Regions from separate parts of the Mus musculus genome. Here region 2 is linked to region 1. A link is a contact called in public Hi-C data. All regions are on one chromosome and are shown on one strand. Each heading gives the region's core, a stretch centred on a gene start, on an enhancer-like site or on the middle of the called end of the contact. The rest is flanking DNA. Distances are from core to core; before and after follow the strand shown. Region 1 overlaps Auts2 (autism susceptibility candidate 2). Region 2 has its middle 290 kb from the start of Gm36528.

What was found. A called contact is a pair of places that touch in the nucleus more often than the background predicts.
Region 2: a Hi-C map of cortical neurons shows a contact between it and region 1, with 2.7 times the contacts expected there. The contact joins two enhancer-like sites. A contact is called at or near these places in 3 of 484 Hi-C or Micro-C datasets (the HL-1 cell line, adipose-derived mesenchymal stem cells and cortical neurons).

What each region holds. Positions count from the first base shown.
Region 1 is chr5:132,248,012-132,251,227 of GRCm38.p6, reverse strand. All of the region lies in intron 2 of Auts2 (autism susceptibility candidate 2), which reads left to right. Among named protein-coding and RNA genes, the nearest start is that of Auts2, 290 kb to the left of the region's middle. Within about 2 kb of position 1,442, at least 16 of the 459 cell types and tissues checked have an H3K27ac peak or open chromatin away from gene starts, as enhancers often do. A contact at or near this core is called in cortical neurons, where this site is marked.
Region 2 is chr5:133,044,401-133,047,616 of GRCm38.p6, reverse strand. No RefSeq gene overlaps it. Among named protein-coding and RNA genes, the nearest start is that of Gm36528, 290 kb to the right of the region's middle. Within about 2 kb of position 1,771, at least 4 of the 459 cell types and tissues checked have an H3K27ac peak or open chromatin away from gene starts, as enhancers often do. A contact at or near this core is called in cortical neurons, where this site is marked.

The sequences.
Region 1 (3,216 bases), core at 193-2,692:
CTAACTCCCTGGGAACTCACAGGTCACTCTGGCCAGGGCATCATTTAGGCTAACTGTAGATATTCACCTCTCCCTCTGTTCCTTGAAATTTGATCACTTAGTCTAGTCTCAGCCTCAGCTCTGCAGCAGAACACGTCTCTTCTGTGCACCCCAACCTCCAACCATTCCCATGGGTCACACAGATCTTCCCCCTCCAGACATCTCCCATTGCTTTGCCCAGCCCCCAACTGGAGCAAGCACTTCCTGGCAACCCATAGGCCACTCTGGCCAGGGAAGCAAGTGAGCTAATGGCAGGTATTCATCGCTCCCTCCACTCCTCCAAGTTCAAAACCCCACTCTCATTCCCAACTCTGGAGCAGGCCTTCTGTAGTCTCTTCTCGCTCTCTGCCCACATTCCCAGAGGTCTAACTAAGCATATCCTAGTCGAACACCCCACTTTACCCAAGTCATATAAACCCCCTATCCCAGCACTCCCCCATTTCTAAACACACGATAACCCGAAAACACCCAGGTTTGTTTATCTGGAATGCATAGTGATATTCCAGATAAAGACTCATCAGGGTCCCAGAAGACTTGTCTACCAGACAACATACAGCTACAATGCTCTCCTAAGATCCAGAGCAGAAACAGAAACCAAAATATCTACCTGTTAAACACAAGACCAGATACCAGCATCTAGAATTACAATCTTTTTAGCCCAGATGCCTATACACCAGTGTAAAAAACAATTAGTAACATCCAAGGAAATATGTCCCCACTAGAGCCCAGCAAGCCCCCCATAGCAGGCTCCAGCCTAGGTGAATGAAGCCCAAGAAGACCTTGAAACAGTTTTTATGAGTATGATAGAGGTCCTTGAAGTGGAAATGAATGAATCCCTTAAAGAAATCCATGAAAATACAAACAGTGGGAGGAATTGAATAAAACAGTTTCAGCCCTGAAAGTGGAAATAGAATCAATAAAGAAAACAGAAACTCAGGAAATCTGTCCATCAAAACTTTGGAACTTGAATAGGTGGTTGACAAGGGTAGGGGAGGCTATAACTCCTTTGATTTAAAACTGCATTTTGAGAGCTGAAAGATTTTTTTTTAGTGGTTAAGTTATATATTGTTCTGCTCTTGGAGAGGAAGTAAGTCTAGTCCCCATCACTTTGTCAGTCCACTCAAAGTCCTCTGTTGCTTCAGCTCCAAGGAGGCCAAGGCCTCTCTGGACTCTCGAGGTTACTTGAAACTCAGATGCACATTCTCACACACAAACATGTATGAATACATGCAATTAAAAAATAAAATTTAAAATCCTGCTTTTGGGGTGGGGGGGGGGTTGAACTGTACATTTTTCCTTCTTGGAAGAATACACAGCTATCTCCACGCAGCCTGACACAGCTACAGAACGTGAAGCAATCCGCTAATTTCTGCTCACAGCAATCCCATCCCTACACAAGTCTGTACATGACAGGTATGGGTAGGAGTTGGGAGTGGGTGGCTGACTGCGGTTTGCAGTGGTGTTGGTGGGGATCCAAGCAGATGGCTGTGATAGCCACGTGCTGCGAGATTCCCGTGGGAGTTGATGGCGGTGACAGGCGACTCACAATGTGCTATTTACAGTTTGGGTTTGCAGTCTTTTGGTGACATCTGAATGCTCTTTAGCAACTGCTTTCATTACTGCCTTTCGAGGAGCTGCTAATTGAAAATGAAATCGTGGGTGGGCTCTGAGACAGGCAGGCAGGGACAGGTCCAAGTGTCAAACGCCCTCGAGGACTGTGGGGCATCCTTACACCCAATCTTCGGCCCTTTTTCCAAAATAAGAAAAGTCAAAGGTGCAATTGGAGGTCCCGTGTACTTGAACACTCTTTGCCCAAAGAATCACAAGTACACCTGTGGGTCTCAGAAGGGAGTGAGTGAGTGCCAGCTACGCTCTGCTTTCTCTGTGTGGTACAAGTGTGTGTGTGTGGGTGTGTATGTGTGAACATGTTCATGTGGAGGCCAGACTCCAACCATCCCTGAGACGACTCCAGTGCTATCCAGCTCATTTAGCGACATGCTTACTTACTGGTTTGGAACTTACTCAGGTTGAATGCTTAGAAAATCTAGGAGACCCTCCTGTGTCTTCCTCGCCCACTCTGGGATTACAGGCATGCGTAGCATTTTATGTGGTTGTGGGGCTCAAGCTCAGGTCCTTGTGCTTACAGCTCAGTCCCTTTACTCGCCGAGCCACCTTCTCGGCCGCTGACTGGATGATCTCTTGCACTTTGGGATTTACCGTGTATGTAGGTTTGTGTATGTAGCTTTTTTATCTATAAGTTCTGTCTTGTGATATAGCTCTGGTGGAAGTAGGTAAAGTGTCTAAGCACAGCGAGGGGAGAATGTGGTGTTGGTTTGATTGGACTCTGATGGCAGATGATGATCTTGGTTCAACACAGGATTATGTTGTGTCCTTATCTTCAGAGCTGCTAGCTGGAGCATTGTCAGCATTGCTGAACTTGTCCCTGTCTTAAGTGTGCATGTGTGGGAGTGATTAGAACTCATTCTCAGAATAATTTTGCATGGAGAATTCCTGGGATGGTCAAGGAGTGACCTCAAGCTTGAGATGTTGTTAGCTTCCTTTTTAATTACACTTGAAGATGGTTATAGGAGTCTATTCTTTTTATCTTCCCCTTGAATATTTTAGTAACTATTTGGGACAGAACCATTCTGAATTACACATTTTGTTCAAATGGGAAGTGTTTGCTCTTCTCAGCCCCTGAGGCTGAGGCTGAAGGGCCCTTTATGATATACACCTTTTTATGTACTTAACCCTCAGTCCCATTAGAACTGCTTTGCTCTCGGAATCCAACTGTTTTAATGCATCTGGGCACAGCTAGGTCCTAATGATGTTGAAACAGCAGTTTTTGGTATTCCAAATAAAGGCCCAAGTCTTGCCTGTTGATACAAGCACTGCTTTTGTATGAGGTAAAGGGAACAGAGTTCCTGGCTGGAGTTCTGGTGCTTTTCATACCCAGTGGTGTGCATGCATCCTTGCACCAGTGCTCTTGCGTATACACAGAAGTAAGAACTAACAGAGCTCGTCGGTGCTGGGCCCACGTGAGTTGTATCACGTGTCGCTGGAACAGTTCACCAGCATTCATTGATCATGGCTCTGCAGAAGCTGCCAGTGTTCCCAAGCCTCTGCCTGCAGTGATGCTGATGGAGAGGGTCATTTCATAATCACTGTCTGCACCTG
Region 2 (3,216 bases), core at 522-3,021, 800 kb before region 1:
GAAGAGATGACTCATTGGTAAGATGACTCTATAAGAGAACCGGAGTTCAGTTCCTAGTGCCCAGATCCAGTGGTTCACAATCACCTGTAACTTCAACTCCAGGAATCTAATGCCTTCTAGCCTCTATAGGTACACACACACACACACACACACACACACACACACACACACACACACACCACATTTAAAAAAATAAATCTTTAAAAAGGGCAACTTAAAGGAGAAAGGATTTCCACGGCTTACAGTTTGAAGGGATACAGTTCATTGTGGGAAGGCACTGTTGCAAAGCATGAAGCTGCTGGTCTCATTGTGTCTGCAGCCAGAAGCAGGACATATACAGGAAATGGGAGAGAGTAGGGGCCTCCTCCAGCAAGACCCCACCTCCTTAAGATTACACAGCCTTCTAAAACATTGATACCAGTTGAAGGCCAAGTGTTTAAATAAAATAAGCCTATGGGGACATTTTCCATTTCAAACACCAATACTGGACAATCAGAGGTAATGGAGTACCAGCTGACACAAACAGTTCTCCCTGTGCTAGCTCATGTCACCTCTTTTTATCTTGGCAGGTAGCCTAAGGCCAACTCCAAATGTCACTTTGCTGAATGTCATGCAATCTGTCAAAAGAACTATAAAGGCTTAGACCAACATGAATATTGCCTTCCTGGTCACTTCCCTTGCAAGGAGTATACATGGATTCCTGACATATCAAAGTTGTCTCTTATAGAAGATGTATGAAAGGTTGAATTTAGACATATTGACAGCTAGATCGAACCTCACTTTATCTATTTGAAAGTACTCTACTTTCAAAAGTACTGAGTCACATTCCCAGGTCCTCACTGGAGGATTCTAGGCAAGTACCCTACTGCTGAGCCAAACACCCAGTTCCTCACTGGAGAATTCTAGGGAGGTGCTCTACCACTGAGCCACTGCCGCCCCCCCCCAGCCCCTCACTGGGAGATTCTAGGCAGTGGCTCTACCACTGAGCCATACTCCTGGCTTCACACTGGGGAATTCTAGGCAGGGGAATCTACCACTGAATCACACTCCCAGGTCCTCACTGCTGGATTCTAGGCAAGTACTCTACTGCTGAGCCATATCCCAGTGGGGCATTCTAGACAGGTGCTCTATCACTAAACCATGCTGCCAGGCCCTTATTGGGGGATTCTATGCAGAATTCTAATGTTAAACCATTTAAATGGTTTACACTGATCTATGTTTTCAGCCCTCTTTTTTATTTTTATTTATTTATTTTTGCTTTGAGCTATTTTCTCACTTAGACTCCCAGCCTCTCCCAAACCTTTCTCTGTAACTCCGGCTAGCCTTGAATTTGCAGTATCCTTTCTTTCCCATCCTGTGTAATCGAGATGGCAGGCCTCCACTACCACCTCTGGCTGCAGTCTTTCTCATAGAGCTCCAAACCTTTAGATCATGCATACCACACCCAACCCCTTAATCTTTCAAGCTGGCATGGACAGATGTGACTATGAGAGTTGGTACTCAAGTAGATATTCACTGTGGCCCGACCACTCTTGAGAGAAACTGAAGCTTGGAGGGGAACTTAGGGGGAGTCCCGATGAATAAACAAGTCACTCAGAGGAAGCTGTGTGTTTCATTCTGACCACATTCACAAAGCTTGGAGAGAGGTTGGCGCAGAGGCAAAACTGGCAGCTGTTTTTCTCAAAATTAATTTCTATCCCTACAGTGATCAGTTCTGGTTAAGTGAGAGAATCAAATTATGTAAGTTACTTCTGCTGGGAAGGTCTGCTGCTCAGAATCTCGATGAAAAAATAACACAGTGCTGCTATTTAATTTTAAAACCCCGTCCGCTTCACTTACAATTCGTAACGATTCTGCCTCCAGCTCATGCGGTATTCATGGATCTCGGAAGAAAAAAAAAACTTTGAAAGCAGATATGATTCATGCTTGGGACCCCACAGAGAGGCAATCTAGGAGCCTCTTTCTCCACGGGGAGAGTGGAGAAAAAGGATGGAGTCCTATAGTCTGGAGTCCCAACTTTCTGCTCCACATACATCAACACTCAGCTTGTAGTTATTTCAGGCTTGGCACCAAATCTGGGCAGACTAATCTATAACACAGACAGGCACCATGATGATAGTGAGGGCAGAAGAGAGATAAGGAGCTATGGTTTACTTACATTAAAGAACAAGAGTATCCAACCATTTCTTCTAGGGAGGGGATGCTTCTAGTGTTACCAGAAACCTGGACAGCAGATGACAGCCTTCTTTCTTAATCTCTCTTTCTTTCTCTGTCTCTCTCTCTCTCTTTGTCTCTCTCTCTCTCTCTCTCTCTCTCTCTCTCTCTCTCTCTCTCTCTCTGCTTTATTCCAGCCTCCCCTCTTTCTGTTTCAGTGTCCTCTCAGATCTGAGCCCCTCCTTCTTTATGCAGTAGTAGTCAGATGCAGGGTGCTATGTAGTTCCCCAACTACCTGCTATGGGGACAGCCCAGACTGTGACTCCACCATTATCGCCATGGTACTCACAGAAGAACACTAAGAGGCCACAGCAATCATTGCAGTAACTCTAATTACAGTGTGCTAAGTGGGCCACCTTCAAGCATGAGGCCTGCTGCCATTTCCCTGGGATGACAGAAGTCTCTGCACTTGCCCTGCCCCAGCTCTTCTTACCTCATTCTGAGTTTTATGCCCCCATCCTTACACCAGCCAGGGAAAAATTGCAAAAACATCTAATACCATATGTGATCCCCATTGCCTGTTTACACAGATGCTCTTGACCAAGACTCTGAATCTTAGGCTATGTGGTTCCCTGAAACACCTCAGCCCACAGAACATGTAAATTTTCTAAGTACATACACATGTATCAAGTGGTTTCATCTCTCTGCTTGTCTTTTCAGAGAACTTTCTTTTTCTAAAAAATGATAACATTGCTATCTAAAAGAGGAAAGGAAGTAATTTGTTACATTTTCTGTTGTGTCTCTATAACCTTGGGAAAGGTGATCTAATAGGTGTGTGTGTGTGTGTGTGTGTGACTTCTGTGATCCCTGCGCTTAGGAGGTAGAGCCAAGAGCATAAGAGGTTCAAGGCCAACCAAGGCTACATAGTGAGTTCAAGGGCAGCCTGGGGGCAGAGACCTGGACTACAGATACTGCCTTGAAAAGATAAAAAACAAGGAGAGAGGAAGGGATTGAGGAATGGAGGCAGGGAGGGAAGGCAAGAAGGCACACTGAAACTGGTTA